2 separate regions of the Ovis aries genome follow, and region 2 is linked to region 1. Evidence: chromatin contacts called from public Hi-C data. All regions are on one chromosome and are shown on one strand. The core of a region is the stretch at or near the end of the contact, and the rest is flanking DNA. Distances in the headings are between cores, read along the strand shown. Region 1 has its middle 61 kb from the start of MXI1. Region 2 overlaps MXI1 (MAX interactor 1, dimerization protein).

Region 1 (5,548 bases), core at 959-3,458:
AGTTAGGAAGACACCGGAGAGGCTGCAAGCCTTCTGCTAGGTAAGCAGGTTAAGGGAGACGGGTGTGAAGAGATTCTGTTTGCCAGGGAGCAGGAACAGATGTTCTATGGACAGACAGCTCCTGGAGTAGAGGACAGAATGATTTAAACAGAGGATGATGACAGGCCTGAAGTTTGACAGGTAAGGGCCCAAGGAAGTCTTCCTCTTAGCAGCAGCGGGGAGGAGTGGACTGAGCGATCATTCTTCGGGCAAGTGTGGCGAGACAAATCGGTGAGGCCTCCTGGCCCAGGGCAGAAGGTTGTTACCCATCACCCAAGAGCCTGGGGATACACCACGTAGAATCAAGGTTCTGCTCACCTAAAATCATAGCCTCATTTACTCCAGGAGGAGAAATACAGACCACCCTCTGATTCTCTTCTCTCCAATTACTAGTACTGTTTTTAAAGTGTATGTATATGTTTATGTATTTGTCTGAGCCAGGTCTTATTTGCAGCTCACGGAAACTTTGATCTTCATTGTAGCATGTGGGATCTAGTTCCCTGATCAGGGATCTGCATTGGGAGGACAGAGTCTTAGCCACTGGACCATCAGGGAAATCCTCAATTACCAGCACTCTTGATGAGTGGCTTATACTGACTTCCAGAAGGGGGCCAGATTTGTCACTAGAGCTTCGAAAAACACAGGGCCATTCTGACAGCTAGTGTTTTGGTAGTGCTTGGCCCTTGTCCCCCCCCCAGGTAGGTTCTAGGGTGAAATATTAATAACCTGTCCTGGCTGCCCCGCTGAGTCTGTTATCACGGGGCTGCTTCCATCGTGAACTTCAGGCCAGGCCCCTTCCTGTCTCTGCAGCACTCCTCGCCCCCACTGGCTGGAGCCACCAGGCTGTGGGCTTCAGGACTGGTCCTGATGAGACAGGAAGAGCTAAGGTGGCTCTGGGACTCAGCAAGAAGTCACGCCTGTTTGCAGGCCAGTCATGACCTTGTGTCTTGGCTCTGATCACTGATTTGCTCCTCGGACCCTAGCCATTACCGTGTACCTCAGCTCTGATCACAGGATCCCTGTCTGTCATTTTCCTTCCATCTGAGTTTCTGTTCTGAAGAACTATACTAAGACCCCCTAAGCCTAAGGTCCTTCCCCGATCTTGCCATTGCCCCACAGGAAGTGGAGGAAGCACTGCTCTTAAAGCTCAGCCCCTGGGCTGGGGCTCCTACGCGAGCTACCCGGTTCCTGCGGTCCTGTTCTGCTCCAGGTTCCTAACTGGGACTTAACTTCCTGGATACAGACCACTGTACCAGATTGTGCTTTTGGTCGACTGCCACGTCCTCCGGATTCCATGCTTCACCCGCTGGGCTGCACTTCCTACTACCTGCTTCAGCTCAAGCTGCTGCCCCAATGCCCGGCTTTGCTCAGTGAGTGGGGAGAATTCCAGAGCTTGCCCCACCCAGTCTCCCCTGTTCTTCTGCAGTTAACTGAGCCATGCTCAGCCTGACTTCAGCAAGGGTATGTGCATGTACTCTTGCTCATTGTTAACCTAAAGGTCAAAATGGAGACAGGAGACCATACCCATACGAAGTTATTTCACATACTTGGTTCTATCATATAAAATTACCTAAAAGATTATTTTAAAAATGAAACACAATTATCACACACAACGTATTTTAAAGGGCTTAATGGGCTTCACCTGGTGGCTCAGACGGTAAAGAATCTGCTTGCAATGCAGGAGACCTGGGTTTGATCCCTGGGTTGGGACGATTCCCTGGAGAAAGGAATGGCTACCCATTCCAATATTCTTGCCTGGAGAATCCCATGGACAGAGGAGCCTGGTGGGTTGCAGTCTATAGGGTTGCAAAAAGTTGGACATGGCTGAGTGACTAACACAGATCGAAACATCCAAGTGCAGCGGGAGCTTCACCCCTCCCCTCTTTCCCTCTCCTCCTCCCAGCACCATGGCCTGGTGCAGAATACTTGGAATACATTTTGGTTTGTCTTAATAGCCTCAAATGACCTTCATTTCAGTTGTAACAATTGAAGCCAACATTTCCAAAATAGAAATCAGATAAGAAGTAATGTTTAACCTTGTTAGCCCAGTAAACACCTTTGGAAGAGTAGGCCTGTGCCTGCCAGCAAGTTGGCTATATCTACATGTTCTCTCATAAAACTGAGGAGGTCACCTACTCTAAAGTCAAAGTCTGCCCAACCAGCCACCACTGAAATCCAGCCCCCAGAGCATTACTCAACAGGAAAGGGGTGAGTTATAGAGTACTGCAACGACTTCCTCCATAGCTCCTGCTCAGCAAGAATCTTCTGAAGCTATTGCTCTTGGAAAAAACAATTAGTTTAGATCCTGCTTATAAAACAATAGTGCTCGTACATGAAGTAAGGACACACGCTAGTCTGGCAACTCACTGGAAAGCGTCTGGCAGCACCGCAGTCTGAGGTCCAGGCTGGACTGTCAGGGTTTTTTTTTTGTTTAACCCAGAAAATATAATTTAAGTCAAGAGGACCAGTGGGAAATCCACAGAACAGTCTGCCCCTTATAACCACACCACTTCCTCATTTCCATTCCCGTCTGTTAGGATATTACTGCTTTGGAAAAGTCTTTTTTTCTTGAAAAATCTCAAGTCTAAATATCAGCCCAATAGGACATTCTTTGGTCTAAGAAGTCCAATAACTAACACTCCAAATTGGTCCTTCCTCAGGGCTCATTCTACTGACCCTTTGGAGTGAAAGTCGAATATAAAAGGACAAACAATGCGGAAAAATCTTGTCTATAACAGTTTGAAATAATATGTAGTACAGACTCTTATATAAGACAATATTTTTTACTCATTGTTTGTCTATTATTTTAAAAGCATATTAAACATTTTAGAATCACTTCTTAGAAATTTATTATTACTTTTGTGTTTAAAAGCAAGTTTATTTAGAGAGGTACACATTCCACAGGCAGAATCCAGTCCGATTCAGAAGGCGAGAGCCTGAATGACTTCTTAGAAAAATAATTTTTTATTTTTGAACATCCAAACTGGATTAATAAAATCAATGCTATTGATTTTAAGATATAGAGATTAGCCAGGAACTAGTATTTTGCCTAGAGATAGGAGTTACTCGGGACTGAAAATAAGGAATTTTCTTTTTTATTTTTTTACTATTACAAGCAAGGTCAGCACTGGCCCAAGAATGACAGAACCTAAAGCAGTTTGTGCAGAAATAATCAGTAACGTTCACCATTGCTTCATTATCAAGACTTAACCAACTATAAATTATACAGGCTTTAAAAATAACTGTTAACTGGAGACATGTCCACCTGTCTGCTAGATTAAGACATATAACATTTGCTATGGAAGGAATATTAAAACATATCAGTTTGTCATTTCAGGTATAAATGGCATTTAAATATCACAGGTTGTAGTAGGAAAGCAATCAGTATCTTAACTCACTTGAGAGGAAACACAGGAGTGTCACAGAGCATCTGACTGACTTGGAATTTTAGGAAAAACAATTATTGATAAATAATACATGAGCTCTGTTCTGCAATATGTTTCTCTTAACTTTTCCTATTATAAAGTCCTATGCATTAATTTGCAGGGAATTTTAGATACTGTTTATTTATCTGTTCCTAGGTTATGATCCAATGGGCTTCCAAGGGAGACTGCGGTATAGCAGACAAGCGTGAGACGCAGACTTGAAGATCTGTGCTTGGATCCTGGCTGAGTCGTCTCTGAACGACTAGTGTTAGGCAAGTGCAATTTCTCTGGAAGACTAATTCTTCCTAAGTCAGAACAAGATAACTAGGCTGTAAGGAATGCATGAAGTAATTCAGTGTTTATAAACTTTCCTCAACCTTTTTCTGACAAAGGTCCATCTAGTTAAAGCTATGGTTTTTCTAGTAGTATGGATGTAAGAGTTGGACCATAAAGAAAGCTAAGTGCCAAAGAACTGATGCTTTTAAACTGTGGTGTTGAAACTTTTGAGAGTCCCCTGGACTGCAAGGAGATCCAACCAGTCAATCCTAAAGGAAATCAGTCCTGAATGTTCACTGGAAAGACTGATGCTGAATCTGAAACTCCAATACTTTGGCCACCTGATGCAAAGAACTGACTCATTGGAAAAGACCCAATGCTGGGAAAGATTGAAGGCAGGAGGAGAAGGGGATGACAGAGGATGAAATGGTTGGATGGCATCACCGACTCAATGGATATGAGTTTGAGCAAGCTCGGGGAGTTGGTGATGGACGGGGAGGCCTGGGGTGCTGCAGTCCATGGGGTCTCAAGGAGTTGGACACAACTGAGCGACTGAACTGATTCTGCATCCAGTAATTCATAATCAGAAAACAGATGCAAATCCAAGCCTAAAATAGACATTTTGAAGTAACTGGCCTCCATCAACTAAAACTAAATTTAGACCCAATATTGCCCCCTAACGGTCATCTCTTAGAAATGAAGTTTCTGAACACTCCCAAAGGCTGGCTTCTTGTTCTGATCTCCAGCATATATGCTAGAATTTTTCTCCAAGGAAGATCATCTCCAAGTATGTCCATTTAAATAAGATTTAAGTTGGTACAGTTTATCTTTAAAAATACTTCTATAACTAGATTAAGCAGTCTTTCCAGGTTTTAAAAATAACTTTCCTTAGAATGTCTCTCCTTGCCCCCAACTTTGGAAAAATTTTTTTTTAAAGCAAAGATAAAGAGCTTCTGCCCAACTCTTTTCTGCATCTTATGCAAAAGTACAGCTATCTTGTCTTCTGGGTGTCATGATGAAGGTTCAAGAGCTGGTTCTTTATCCTAAAGGACTGTACTGCCACAGGTTTGTTCCCACTTTTCAGGCACTCATCAATTTCTTAATTCTTGGGGTAAACTTAAGTTTTCCAAATCAAAAGTTAATGTTTTATCCCAACTCTACAGCCCATCTTATATCAAAACATGAATTCAGCATGGGTGGACTTAAGAGTTCACACTAAGTAAGCCACTACTCCCTCCAGGAAGCGTACACACAGGACATGGCACACACACAGCACTAGAATCATAAAAATTTGTATCTCAAAGTGAAACACTAGCACCTCCTTTTGGTGTCTGCAGGCCTTAGTCTTTATCTACAAAATGAGGATAATATCATCTCCTTTCTTAGGCTGTTGGAAAGGCCAGAGGAGGTATTACATGAAAAGCATTTAGCATAGTTTTTGATAACACAGAAGGCATCAAAAAAATGACAGATACTATCAGTTATCTCCCCAGTCAAAAAAAAGTTATTCTTTGGAAGCAGGCATTATATTGCCACTCACAGGCATGAAAACTCCTCCGAGGCGTTACTGTCTACCATGGTTACTTTCTGAGACCACACCTCAACAATTTTCAGCATGTTCTCCACAGGCATTACAGTCCCTGCTGGTGGTATTTGCATTGGTGAAATGGACCTGCTGAGACAACAAAGTTGAGAACAGTCTAGTGAGGAGAAGGATAAGCAACAAACTCTTTCAAGTTCTGGGTATTTGACAATAAACATGGTGGTGTTTAGCCTTTAAGAAAAGGAAAGTTCAAGGACTAGAAATA
Region 2 (5,548 bases), core at 932-3,431, 160 kb before region 1:
TGCAAATGGAATTGCGGTTTCGGACCTTGAATTTTAAGTCATAACTAGGGTCAGACACATCTTTATTAATGAAAATAGGAACCATTACAATGAATACATTTTTGCCAACAAGAGATAAGTTTATTCTTAGCATAAAAATCCAAGCCTTGGGATTCAACGAGTTCTTGGAAAGCATTTTCCCTGCAAAAAAAAATCATCAAGATTCTCAAAGTGGTATCGAGATGTCAGGTGAATAGGAGGCTGAGGCAAAACTTCATAGCCCAATTCATTCAACTTTTAAAGCGGTTGTGCAGCTTGACAGTTATTAGGCAGTTATTGGCTGTTGACCAATGCTAGCTGTAGGAGTTGCAGTTTTTGGTGCATCTCATCAATTTGCTGAGCATACTTCTCAAATGTAATGGTTTCGCCAGATTCAGAAAGCTGTAGTGGATCAGACTGGCAGAAGCCACCGAACAGTGGCCATGACCTTTTTTGGGTGCAGGTTTGGCTCTGGAAACTGCTTTGGAGGGTCTTAGTGTAACCACTGAGCTGGTCATCACTGGTTATCATATAAAATCCACTTTTCATCATGTCACAATCTTGAGAAATGGTTCATTGTTGCATAGAATAAGAGAAGGCAATACTTCAAAACAATAGTTTTTATTTTGTGGGCAGTGCATGAGGCACCCATTTGCCAAGCCTCCTCACCTTTCCAATTTGTTTCAAATGTTGAATGACCATAGGATGGTCGACGTGGAGTTCCTTGGCAATTTCTCGTGTACTTGTAAGAGGATCAGTTTCAACGATGGTTCTCAGTTGGTCGTTATCAACTTCTGATGGCTGGCCACTGCGCTCCTCATCTTCAAGGCTCTCCTATTTTGCAAACCTTCTTAAACCATCATTGCACTGTAGGTTCATTAGAAGTTCCTGAGCCAAATGTGCTGTTGTGAGTTGTCTCTGTTGCTTTACAACCCATTTTGAACTCAAATAAGAAAATCGCTCAAATTGCTTTTTGTCTTAGTATTATTTCCATAGTCTAAAATATAAACAGCAAGTAATGAGTCATTAGCAAAAAAATAAAAGCATGAAATGCACGTTAAAATGAGTAAGAATGTATTCCGATGTCAAAAAAAAGTCAACAAGGCAGAATCGCAATTACTTCTGCACCAACCTAAGTTTCTTTGTGTGTGCCTTGAGCAGGGAAAAGCAGATCTGAGAAGAATGCTGGGCTTCTGGTAGTTGACAGCTGAACTTAACTAAAAATACCAAAGTTTGGATACTTAAGTCATCTTAGTTGCTGGAAAAAAAAAACCTGGCAGTTTACTTCCACCAAGCACTTGACCAGTTCATTTTTACAGAACCAGTACAGACTTGTTGCTGGAATTAAAATTGTAATTTGTTTCCCCAGTTAATTTTAAAGAGCACAGCTAAAGAAGCCATGGTTATGCTCACTTTAGCAAGATGCAGTGAATTTCTGACAACAGAAACAATTCAGGCTTGGAGGAAACACTTGACTTTAGAAAAGTAGTGTTGAAGTCTGAGATCCGCAGCTAGGCTAGTCTTTAATAGATGGTAATTGTCCAGTTGTTCATTGCCCAGAAGTATGCGGGAAGGAGGAGTAAATATCCGTTTGGTTCTTTTGCCCAGTGTTTCCCTCCAAAAGCACTGTCAAGTTTAGTTGACCTAGCTTTCAGAGTGAGTGTGATGAAGCTGCTAATTTAGAAACAATTGACTTCTTAAATTTGTATTATATACATTTTAGAGGTATGTTATGGCTTTTGTGTTTTTACAATGCTATTCTGTGCCCTAGTGTGAAAATCTAGAATATCCCAATTATTGTCCTACTGGTAAAGACTTTTAAAAGCATCCTTCATAGCTAGGAGCTTGAGAAAATAGAAAATTCCAAAATTATAGGAAGTTGGCAGAACTTTTAAAAGAGTTTCATTTTCATTTTAAGTCATTTCCTGTAATAATTGATTACTGTATGAAAAGGTAAAGGGCTTCCCAGGTGGCACTAGTGGTAAAGAATCCACCTGCCAGTGCAGGAGACAAAAGAGACTCTGGTTCAACCCCCTGGGTCAGATTATCTGGAGAAGGACATGGCAACCTGCTCTGGCATTCTTGCCTGGAAAATTCCATGGGCAGAGGAGCCTGGCAGGCTACAGTCCATGAGTCTGCAAACAGTCGGACACAACTGGGTTACTGAGCACAAAGGTAAAACAGAAGGAAGAACCGAAGCTGCCAACCAGTACTCTGTTTTGATCTACACGTATTTAAAAGAATCAGATGTATTCCATAAGAAAACTAGTTTCCTGTTAGATGTAGTACATAGGCCAATAAGATTCTTTTTCATGGTGAGACCAGCACTAAAATATTAACTGGGGCACTCAATTTATTATGCAGCAGTTACTATCAGTGTATAACATACTCAAACTCAGGTCCTTTTTTTTTTTTTAGGAAGACCAGGTAATCACTAAAACCAGTGATAACATGACTCTTACAAAGCTTTTATTTAAAAATTACTATGGGATGTCAAAATTTACGTCTTACAATGTATAACCTGCCACAGAATTTTGTGAAAATGAACCATTTTTAATAGCCTTTTTTGGGAAGACCCAGAGTCAGAATAACTATAAAGTTCAAGATTAAAGATGAAGAGATTAGAAGGTTGCATTCATCAGAGAAAGTAGAGGAGTATATACCTCTTAATCTAGGTGCTACAAGCCCCTAGATTGTGGGGGTGGGGTTGAATTACCTATATCAGTTTTAATCCTTCACAGTCTTTCAAAATAGAGGTAGTATTTTTAACAACTTTTTCAGGAGGAAACAGTCTCCATAAAGTAATTTAATAACTAGCCCAGCATCCTTAGCAAATGTTAGAACTGTTATTTAAATGTAGCCAAAACCCTTGTTCTATTATGCAATTTTTGGAAGGGCTACAGAATATTTTGAGGTGGAAGGATAATAGAAAAAGGACTTAAGTGGAAGAAAACAAACCCTTGAAAAACCCTTTACCAAGAAGGTAAACAGTTGGTAAACCTTTACCTAGAGGGTAAACAGTCAAGAGAAATGACCCAGGAAACCGTCCGTGTGGCCTTAGGTTTAGAAGCTTTGCCTCAGTAATTCTCACTGCCTTTTAAAATCCCTTCATAGTACTAAAAGCTGTTGTTGCTTCCCAGGTGGCACTAGTGGTAAAGAATCCACCTGAAAATGTGGGAGACGCAAGAGAAACTGGTTCAGTCCCTGGGTCAGGAAGATCCCCTGGAGGAGGAAATGGCAACCTACTCCGGTATTTTTGCCTGGGAAATCCCATAGACAGAGGAGCCTAGCAGGCAACAGTCCTTATGGTTGCAAAGTCAGCCATGACTGAGTGAGTGAGCACACATCACAGCATGCAGGTCTCTTATACAGGGGGCAGTGTTAACTCGGTTAGTGAGGGTTAAATGGTACCCTCCAGGCTGGTTTTCAATTTGAATAATAGTATATAGCCAAAGGGATGCCCTAAAAAGTTATTTGGAAAATAGATAATGATAAATGGCTTTGTGTCCTGCCCGAAGAAATTATTTGGTACATTAAACCATCTGCAGTTAGGTTACATGGAATTATCAGTCAAGAAGGTACCTGTTCTAAAACTATAGAACAAGAAATGGCAATGATTTTAAACTGCCATTAATTCTGACCACTGAAGTGTAGTATCAACATGGACACTGAAAGAGATTTGCCTCTCAAGGTGTGGATGTTCATATTTTTTCCTTCATAGAGAAGGGTGGTTCAAGAAGCACTCGGGTAGTCTTCATTCACAGTTTTTATTTCTTGCGGTTAACTTTTTGTATCTTCAAAGTCAGTTTGTCTTTTAAAAAATTAATACTTACTCATCGTACAGTCCATCCCCTTCCCCCAAAGAAAACAAATTCAGGGAAGGCGTAATTGATGGGGCAGTTGAAATAGGTCCTATAGGTTTGTGACAAAGGCTTCCCAGCCCACCATCCTGTACATATACAGCAAAATGGCATCGCCTCAAGTTCACCTAAATGAAGTCTGAAATTCCAGCCCTAGGCAAGTGATTCAAGTGAATGCCATGGGAATAACGAAACAGAAACTTTGTCACTGGCTTCCATTTACTTTCCATGGTAGTTAGCAGTCTTCAAACTGTCTCCCTTGGGAAAGTCAAAAGTAAGCATGTAGAGGAATATTTTGACTTGGCCAGGAGTAATTATAAATGAAACCAGAAATAATTTACTTGGGCCACAGAAACAAATTTCTTTGACCATGTTTTGCATTAAGTCCCCAGCACCTGAAGTAGCAAGTTCTAATAATGGGCTTCTAAAGGCATGCAGTTTTTCACACATCTACTTCAAAGAATTTCTTTCACTCAAACATACCACAGTCGAGGATAAGATATTTCTGGAGGCACAGGAAGAGCACAAGAACAAACAAGTATATGATGAGGCCTTGTGTATGACCAAGATGGTTCACTTCATATATAGAAACAGAGCTGTTAAAAGTGCTACTTACAAAGGATAGTTTTAACATACACACAACTCAACTGCACTGCTAAATATGGTTGTCTTTATTTTGTTTTTCCTTGCCCAGCCCTATCTAAACAAAATAAAACTACAGGACTGAAATTAACCCATTAAAATCAGCAATAAGTTATGAAAATCATAAAGCTTTTTTTTTCCTTTTTTAAGTAATTAAGGGTAGTTAAATTATTTAAAGTATACAAAGTCCAAAGAGTCAGGGTAAAGTGTCCAAGGCTTCCCAGGATAAGGGAGAGGGCCGGGGAGAACCTTGGAGCTTGAAAGACAAAGGGAACACATGACATCAAAGTGCAGGCTAGAAATTTCACTTAAAATAACATTTCTGAAAATATTGACAAGAGCAACAATAGCACCTGCACAATGGGGCTGTGAGGAAGGAGAGAGACTGCCTGTAGGAAAACGGAAGCAAATCTTTACATTAAAATGAGACAAGTGCCGAACTTAACTATGTTAACTATGATAGTGTGTCTACTATAGATAATCAGATGGTTAAGAGATGATAAAAGGTAATGATTCTAAAAACAAAAACAGCACTGACCTTTTTTCTACTTAGCCCAGACCTCATTCATTTTGTGCACTATAAAGAGTGAGGTGTGAGGTGTTTTATCATTATCAAATGCTGCATCAAAATAGATGATTTTTTTTCCCATGTGTTTTACACTATAAAAGACGTCTATGTATTTTATGGACAAGCTTTAAAAAGATGTCATTTTGGTTTTCAACACATACAAACAGTTATCAAAATCTGAAATAAAAATGCTGCCGTGGCTCAGACCTTGGCCTGCTAATCTGCGTGTACAACTTTCTGGCCCACGCAGACAGAGAGGCACGTGGAGCTTTTTCCTTCTGGCCCCTCAATCCGAAATCAGGCCCTGTGTGGTAGACGCTGTCACACACACGGACTGCCCCATGTGCCCAAGGGCCTAAGGGCGGCTGACTGTAGAGCTGGCGATTGGGTGCCCTAGTGCTAACAATGCAGGATAAGGTTAGCTTGCTTAGCATGGAATCCAACAGAAAGCTGAGCTGCA

What was found. A called contact is a pair of places that touch in the nucleus more often than the background predicts.
Region 2: a Hi-C map of liver shows a contact between it and region 1, with 4 times the contacts expected there. The contact joins two enhancer-like sites. A contact is called at or near these places in 14 of 16 Hi-C or Micro-C datasets (blood, hypothalamus, liver and 7 more).

The regions. Positions count from the first base shown.
Region 1 is chr22:30,247,226-30,252,773 of ARS-UI_Ramb_v3.0, reverse strand. No RefSeq gene overlaps it. Among named protein-coding and RNA genes, the nearest start is that of MXI1, 61 kb to the left of the region's middle. Within about 2 kb of position 2,208, at least 6 of the 54 cell types and tissues checked have an H3K27ac peak or open chromatin away from gene starts, as enhancers often do. A contact at or near this core is called in liver, where this site is marked.
Region 2 is chr22:30,402,639-30,408,186 of ARS-UI_Ramb_v3.0, reverse strand. It overlaps MXI1 (MAX interactor 1, dimerization protein), which reads right to left. Exons shown (of 6, transcript XM_027960481.3): 6 at 1-5,548. Among named protein-coding and RNA genes, the nearest start is that of SMNDC1, 16 kb to the left of the region's middle. Within about 2 kb of position 2,181, at least 2 of the 54 cell types and tissues checked have an H3K27ac peak or open chromatin away from gene starts, as enhancers often do. A contact at or near this core is called in liver, where this site is marked.